Regions from separate parts of the Zea mays genome. Here region 2 is linked to region 1. The links are chromatin contacts, called in public Hi-C maps. All regions are on one chromosome and are shown on one strand. Each heading gives the region's core, a stretch centred on a gene start, on an enhancer-like site or on the middle of the called end of the contact. The rest is flanking DNA. Distances are from core to core; before and after follow the strand shown. Region 1 holds the start of LOC100274243. Region 2 holds the start of LOC100284952 (calcineurin B-like protein 9).

Region 1 (3,128 bases), core at 405-2,904:
ATCCTATTAACTTTCATTTCGTTCATCATATCATACTTCTCCCCTTATCATCTAGAAAGACCTTTTTATTCTCATTTTGACCTTCATTGGTAGGTCTGGTGCAGTTGTGAGAGTTGTCCCACTGAGTCACTAGGTCGTGGATTTGAAGCAGCCTCTACACATTTGCCCACAGATAACAGAAACCTGAGAATTCCGCTGATCCAACTGAAAGGTACTCCCTGGTTGTAAATCGTTCTGGCTTTTCTAGTACATAGCTTTGACTATGTATCTAGACACGTATATCTAGGTTTGCGGTACCTATATATGCCATAGAAAAGCGAGAACAACTTGCAGTTTGGAACAGAGGGAGTAGTACCAAGCAGAAGAAATAATCACATATTCTTGAGCAAACAAGATACTATACTATCACTCCCTCCAGTCAGAAGGTGACACTTCAGACATCATGGTAGAACTAATTGCATGTCAGTTTGGTTCTAGGATTCCATTAAGTAGAATCTCCAATTTTATGATTCTAGCACTTATGATCCTAATATTTGCGATCGTACAATTGGAGTTTCGATCCCATTCTGGATCATGATTTTAACAAGCTTGGATAGCATTCAAGTTGAAGAAACAAAAAACACAAAGCATTCATGTTATGATTCTGTGTAATAAATGTTTTGCAGCCTTTGATCCATCTCATCCTTAAGGTAATCCAAGTCACTTTCAATTACCATGTTACACTTACATTTGTTTCCTCATTGTTGGTTTCAGAGATACCCCAGCTCCTGAACCCCAATAGGAGCAAACCACTCAAACTCTTTAGTCTTTGGCTTTTTGCTCATTTTTACTGGTTTCTTAGAGGGAGTTTGTTCTATAGGGACTAATTTTTAGTCCCTCCGTTTTAGTCCCTAAATTGGCAAACACAGGGTCTAAAATAGAGATAGTCCCTCTTTTAGTCCCTGTGTTTGACAATTTAGGGACTAAAATAGAGAGACTAAAAATTAATCCCTAGAAACCAAACACCCACTTAGTTTATATTGCTTATAACAACACTTGTTGCAAAAGAGCCAACATACAAACGGAAAGCATGTCATCTTCCGCTTCAGGCAAGGAACATCATCCGCTTCAGGCAAGGAAGTGAGCTTCTCATTGAATGGGGACATAAAAACGGAAGCCACTAAATCTAATCATAGCACACTAAATTTCAGCATAAGATTCTGTACGAAAAAAGACGAAATACAGAAAAGTCGCATCTTTCAAACCAAGCATGCATTGTGGCAGTTCATCGTACACAGTGACGAAGGTAATCAAAACACGTAAAGAATAACGAGGGTTCACGAAAGATATAGCTCTTACCACCATCAGACACCTTCTCCGCCTTGCCAAGCGACGCCGGCAGTTTCCCGGCAGCGAGGCGCTCCCTCTCCTTGGACACGACGCCCCTGGAGGTGGACGGCGACGACCTCTCCAGGTGCTTCTCGAGCACGTCCTTAATGCGCTTACGGTCCATCCCTGCGCCGCCGTCGCCGTCGCAGCCACTAAACAAACCCGATTCACGTAAGTTACCGCCAGTTTCTCTCCCCCGATTCATGCGGACAGGTCCAGTTATCCGCTGCCAAGAGCCTCGCAGTACGGGCTAGGGTTTGCGCTGGCTGGGCAGGCGGGGGAAACGAGATGGAGAGAGAAAGCATCAAAGCAAGAGGAGAGGGACCAGAGAGGTGACGGGGCGCAGGGCGAGAGGGGTATAGAAATGGCGGTGGGTTGGGTTCAGAGCGGGTGCATCATCGTGCATCCGGATTTGATATCCGAACTTTAGACCTGATCTAAACTTAAACTCGTGGGCTCATCGCTCCTCTTCGTTTAATCCATATTACTTCTTGCTAAAACCCGCTGGGGTTTCACGCTCCCTCCGCATTTCACGGCTCCAGCCTCTCATGCGTGCCGACACGTGCCCATGGACCCGAAATTTTTCTTCAATTCAATAGAGCCGCGTGCGAGCTATACATCACATCCGCGGTCCGCCCGTCCCCATCCGACACTCCATATACCCACGTTGTTCCTCCCGCCGCGCCCCTACCTCCTCCCGACCTCGCCGCCATCGCCTATGTCCCTGACGCGTTCGCCGGCGCCAAGCCCACGGTCGTAGGTGGCCTTGTGGCGCCACGAGAGCCAGAGCTCTGGGAAGCCGTGTAGCAGGTCCCAGTAGGAGCACCGTCGGCCTATCCTCGGGCCCCGCTCAGCAACATCGAAGGAGACGTTGTTGACGTCCGCGTTCCAGTGCCGCACTTCGCCCTCGGGGCCCCGCTCAGCACCGTCGGACCCGCTCGTCGTCGGCACGCCCGACCCGACAGCGAGGGCCAAGCCCGCCGCGCCGCGCAGGGGGTCCTGGGGCCCCGAGCAGAATGCCGCCATCAAGCCTGCCACGCTCAACTTCGACGCCGAGAGGACGACGCCGGTCAAGGAGCGGCCGGCCTTGTCGACTCCGGTCAAGGACCGCGCTGGTGGCGCGACGCTTGCCAGGGAGCGCGGGGCTGCGGCGACGCCTGGTAGGGAGCGGGCCGCCGCGGCGTCGTCGGCGCTGAGCTCTGCATCGGTGAGGAAGAGCAGCAGCGTGCTGCCCAGGCTGACCAGGAGCCAGAGCTTTGTCGCGGGCAGGGATCAGCAGCATCCCAGGATCCCCAAGAGCCCATTCCCCACTGTACGCCCCCAGCCTCAACTGAAAAGCATTGGGAGCCAAGTCGAGTCACGCCTTTGTTTACAGATCAATGTTGATTTCCAATTTTTGTTTGCGCAGGAGAAGAGTTCGGTGAGCTGCACAGCCTCGAGGGCGACGAGGAGGGTGACCAAGGAGGAAGAGCCCTCCTCGCCTCCTTTTGATGATGAGCTCAGAAGCTCAGCCACATCCACCAAGAAGCGATCGGCGATAGCTGCTCGCGTGCCGGTGCCGGGGAAGCTCAGTCTACTCGGGAAGGTGCGATCGAATCTAGGAATAGCAGCAAACCATCAATCTTGACTCTTCTTTGTCTAACGTGTTTGCTGTGTCCTGCATTCAGGACGCAATGGAGCAGAGAGAGCAGGCGCAGAAGGTTGCCTTGGAGGCACTGCACAACGCATCAGCCACGAACAACGTGGCTAGGATCTACAAG
Region 2 (3,128 bases), core at 308-2,807, 160 kb after region 1:
GTGGGTATACCGGTGGTCCCACATGACAGCCCATAACCTGATATGGCACCTCGCTCCAATCTAGATGGATAATTTATGAGTATGTTTCGACTATTGTATCATTAATTAAAAAAAATAGAAGAGAGATCATTTAACATACAAACTAGAGCACTTCATGTACCATAGGGTTGTATTGTAAATAAGGAACATTTGGTAAGGAACAACCATGAACAGAATGAAAACAAACATTTGAACGTAAATCTTGGTGCCTACAAGCTACAACTACGAAAAGGACATAAAAATGGCAGTGCCACATAATTTCTGCAGCTGAGGAAAGTAAAAATACAAAACGTAGGATAGCAAGCTTCACTTTCCAGTCGTACAATCAGCAATGAGGGCTAACTACAACATGGCTAGTGAGCATATTTGATGTTCATACACAAAACTGACAATATAGCAAGGAATACAGAGATGACTAATAGAATATACCTTGTTGATCAGGCCATCGTCAATCACTGAACCACTTATGCTCTTGAACAGCTCGAATAGAGCCTCAACCTCACTAACACTGACTACATAAGCAAAAGAAAAGCACGTACTCAGCAAGATATAGAGAGGGCAATTTAGAAATTACCGAAAACGCAAGGATCATGCAGCATGCATCCAGTGCTCCTACAGATATCTAAGATATCCTAGTAAACGACACCGATATCTAGACGAAACATCTGGCATCTCCGTTCTCCAATTCCATTCCAACCACGGCAATCATTGAAAACTAAATAAGAAAAAAAAAACTCGAACTCACGCGAGTAGCTCGTACGCGTAGGGCAAGAGATGGGATCGGCGAACTCACAGGAGGTCTGGGAGGCGAGGTCCACGGGGTCCTCGTAGCCAGGATGCTGCCGCTTGGCCGTGGAATGGAAGCATCCCATCGCCGCCGCGGGGCGTTTCGAAGAGCCGGCCCAACCACTCAAACCAACCAATCTGCTAGCACCGCCGCCCGCGCTCCCGCCTAAAAATGGCCCCGTTCGCAGCTGTCTTCGCCGCTGAGGAGGCGAGGGAGTGAGGGACTGAGGGGCACGAGGGCGGCGAGGGCGAGTGGATCTGGGCCGTCGAGGTGGGGTCAGACGACGGAGACTTGAGGATTTCGGCTGCAGCCTGGGTTTCTTCTGGCGAACGAGGCCGCCGTCCGGGAGGGCGGGGAAAAAAAAGGAGGCGACGCGACGCGACGCGGCGGCGATTGGTTGGTCGAAGCGGGGTGCGGAACTGCGGAACGGACCAGGAGCCGGGGGCGTCGCGCACTGGTTGCGTCCACCACGCGTCGGAGCGAGGGCGAACCAGGCCAGGCCGAGACGAGGCGGGGAGCTCAGCCCCCTGGCCCCGGGAGGCAGGGGCGGCCGCCCTTCCCCTGATCGGCCTTGGGGCCGGGTCAGTCTCTGCCACGCCGGCGCATGTGCGCGTCCCCTTCGACGCTTCTTCTACTGGAAAAGGGCCAAGGCGTGCGGCGAAAAAGGGAGATGAGACGAAACCGCACGACGGCACAAGCGATTCGGCACGCGACAGCGCACCGTGCGGCTATTCCCAGCCACGCTCGACATGCCCAGAATATAACGGCACTACGGGAGGTGGTGGCGTACGCACCAACCTGGAAGATTACAGTCGCGGAGCCAACTGCCGCAGCCGGCGGGCGGCGACGGCGACGGCGCCTCAGATTCTGGTCGATTATTCTGATTAGCTCCAGTCTCCGGAGACGGAGTTCGCGAGACCATGCGTTGTTTATAGAACATTCTGAATTATAACATGTTTTGATTTAAATGTCTAAACTATCTTCCGCATCTTATCCATTCTTTTATAGCCTGTTTGGTTTGGTTTGAGGAATAAGCTAATCCATCATCTTCTCCTTTTTTTTTGTTTGGTTTGTGGAATGTAAGAGCATCTCCAACAATGCCTCAAACTAATGCCTCAAATCGAAATATAGGACTCTACACAGAAAAAATCACTCCAACAGTACCTCAATTAAACAAATTTTGTCAAAAAACTATAGGGCACCCTCTCAAGTGCCTCAAATATACTACATCATAGTGGGCTGCCCTATAATCTAGATTTGAGGCTTTACTGTTGGAGCAGAGTGTTTTGTTGGTGCCCTAAATTCTATAAAATTTACTTATTTTTAAATTATAAGGCATTTTTATAGGTCACGTTGTTGGAGATGCTCTAATGAGTTGATCTATCATCACTTCATTCCTTATAGTTAGTTAGTTAATACTAATATGAGGAATGAGGTTATCCCACCAAATTTGAGGAATGAACCCATGATGTCCACCGCATTTTGGATTGAGTGATTCCTCAAACCAAACACCTCTTACTATATTTAAATTTCACTCTACGGATAATGCAGATAATGTAAAAACAATTTTCTAGATAAATTATAGATAGACTGCTGGACACGGTTTAATTAACTAATTGTTAGCTTCCAGTTCTTTCGACACGAGGTCACCCCGTTTTCATCCGCCAAAACGGAAATGCAAGAGTTTTGAGCTTCAGCAGAGGAGCAAAAAAATCATCTATGAAACGTTATAGTAACGGAGTGGAAACGAGTCGAGCTAAATTAAACTTAGCTTGGTCAAGTAACGAGCTTAACGAGTCGAGTGACTGGACTCATTTCTCCGGTGAGCTTAAAAAGTAGACTTAGCTCGGCTCACAGCTAGCTCGTGAGTCTGACCAAAAGCCTTAACTCGTAATATAAATTATAATATAGAATCTTAAAACTAATTTAAGTAACCTATTTTAAATTTGTAAAATAAATATGTTACTAATATAATTTAGAAAATAGATTAAATTTATACAGTAATTTCTAATAACACAATCTAATTATATATTTGGTACTCATATATTTGGTACTGATATTATATGATATTTAGGATTTTATATAACAAATTGTTGTTAGATCGAGCCACAAGCTGGCTCGCTCTTTTCCCGAGCTACAAAATAGGCTCAGCTTAGGCTCGTTCTTAGTGTCGAGCTGCTCTGAGCCGAGATGACTCGTCGAGCTCGAGCTTTTTTTCTAGGCCTAGTTGTAGTAATATATTGTTAGAGTTTAGTTAAAGGAAACATGCTATTCACCTTTTATTAGTGATACTATTAGCTGA

Evidence for each region. Hi-C and Micro-C count contacts between places; a contact is called where the count stands out from the background.
Region 2: a Hi-C map of ear shows a contact between it and region 1, with 3 times the contacts expected there. The contact joins the promoter of LOC100284952 here to the promoter of LOC100274243 in region 1. A contact is called at or near these places in 2 of 25 Hi-C or Micro-C datasets (ear and tassel).

The regions. Positions count from the first base shown.
Region 1 is chr9:119,445,710-119,448,837 of Zm-B73-REFERENCE-NAM-5.0, forward strand. It overlaps LOC100274243, which reads right to left and starts at 1,655. Exons shown (of 4, transcript NM_001148611.1): 1 at 1,339-1,655. The coding sequence starts at 1,573.
Region 2 is chr9:119,603,386-119,606,513 of Zm-B73-REFERENCE-NAM-5.0, forward strand. LOC100284952 (calcineurin B-like protein 9) reads right to left here and starts at 1,558. Exons shown (of 8, transcript NM_001157847.2): 1 at 833-1,558; 2 at 469-551. The coding sequence starts at 911.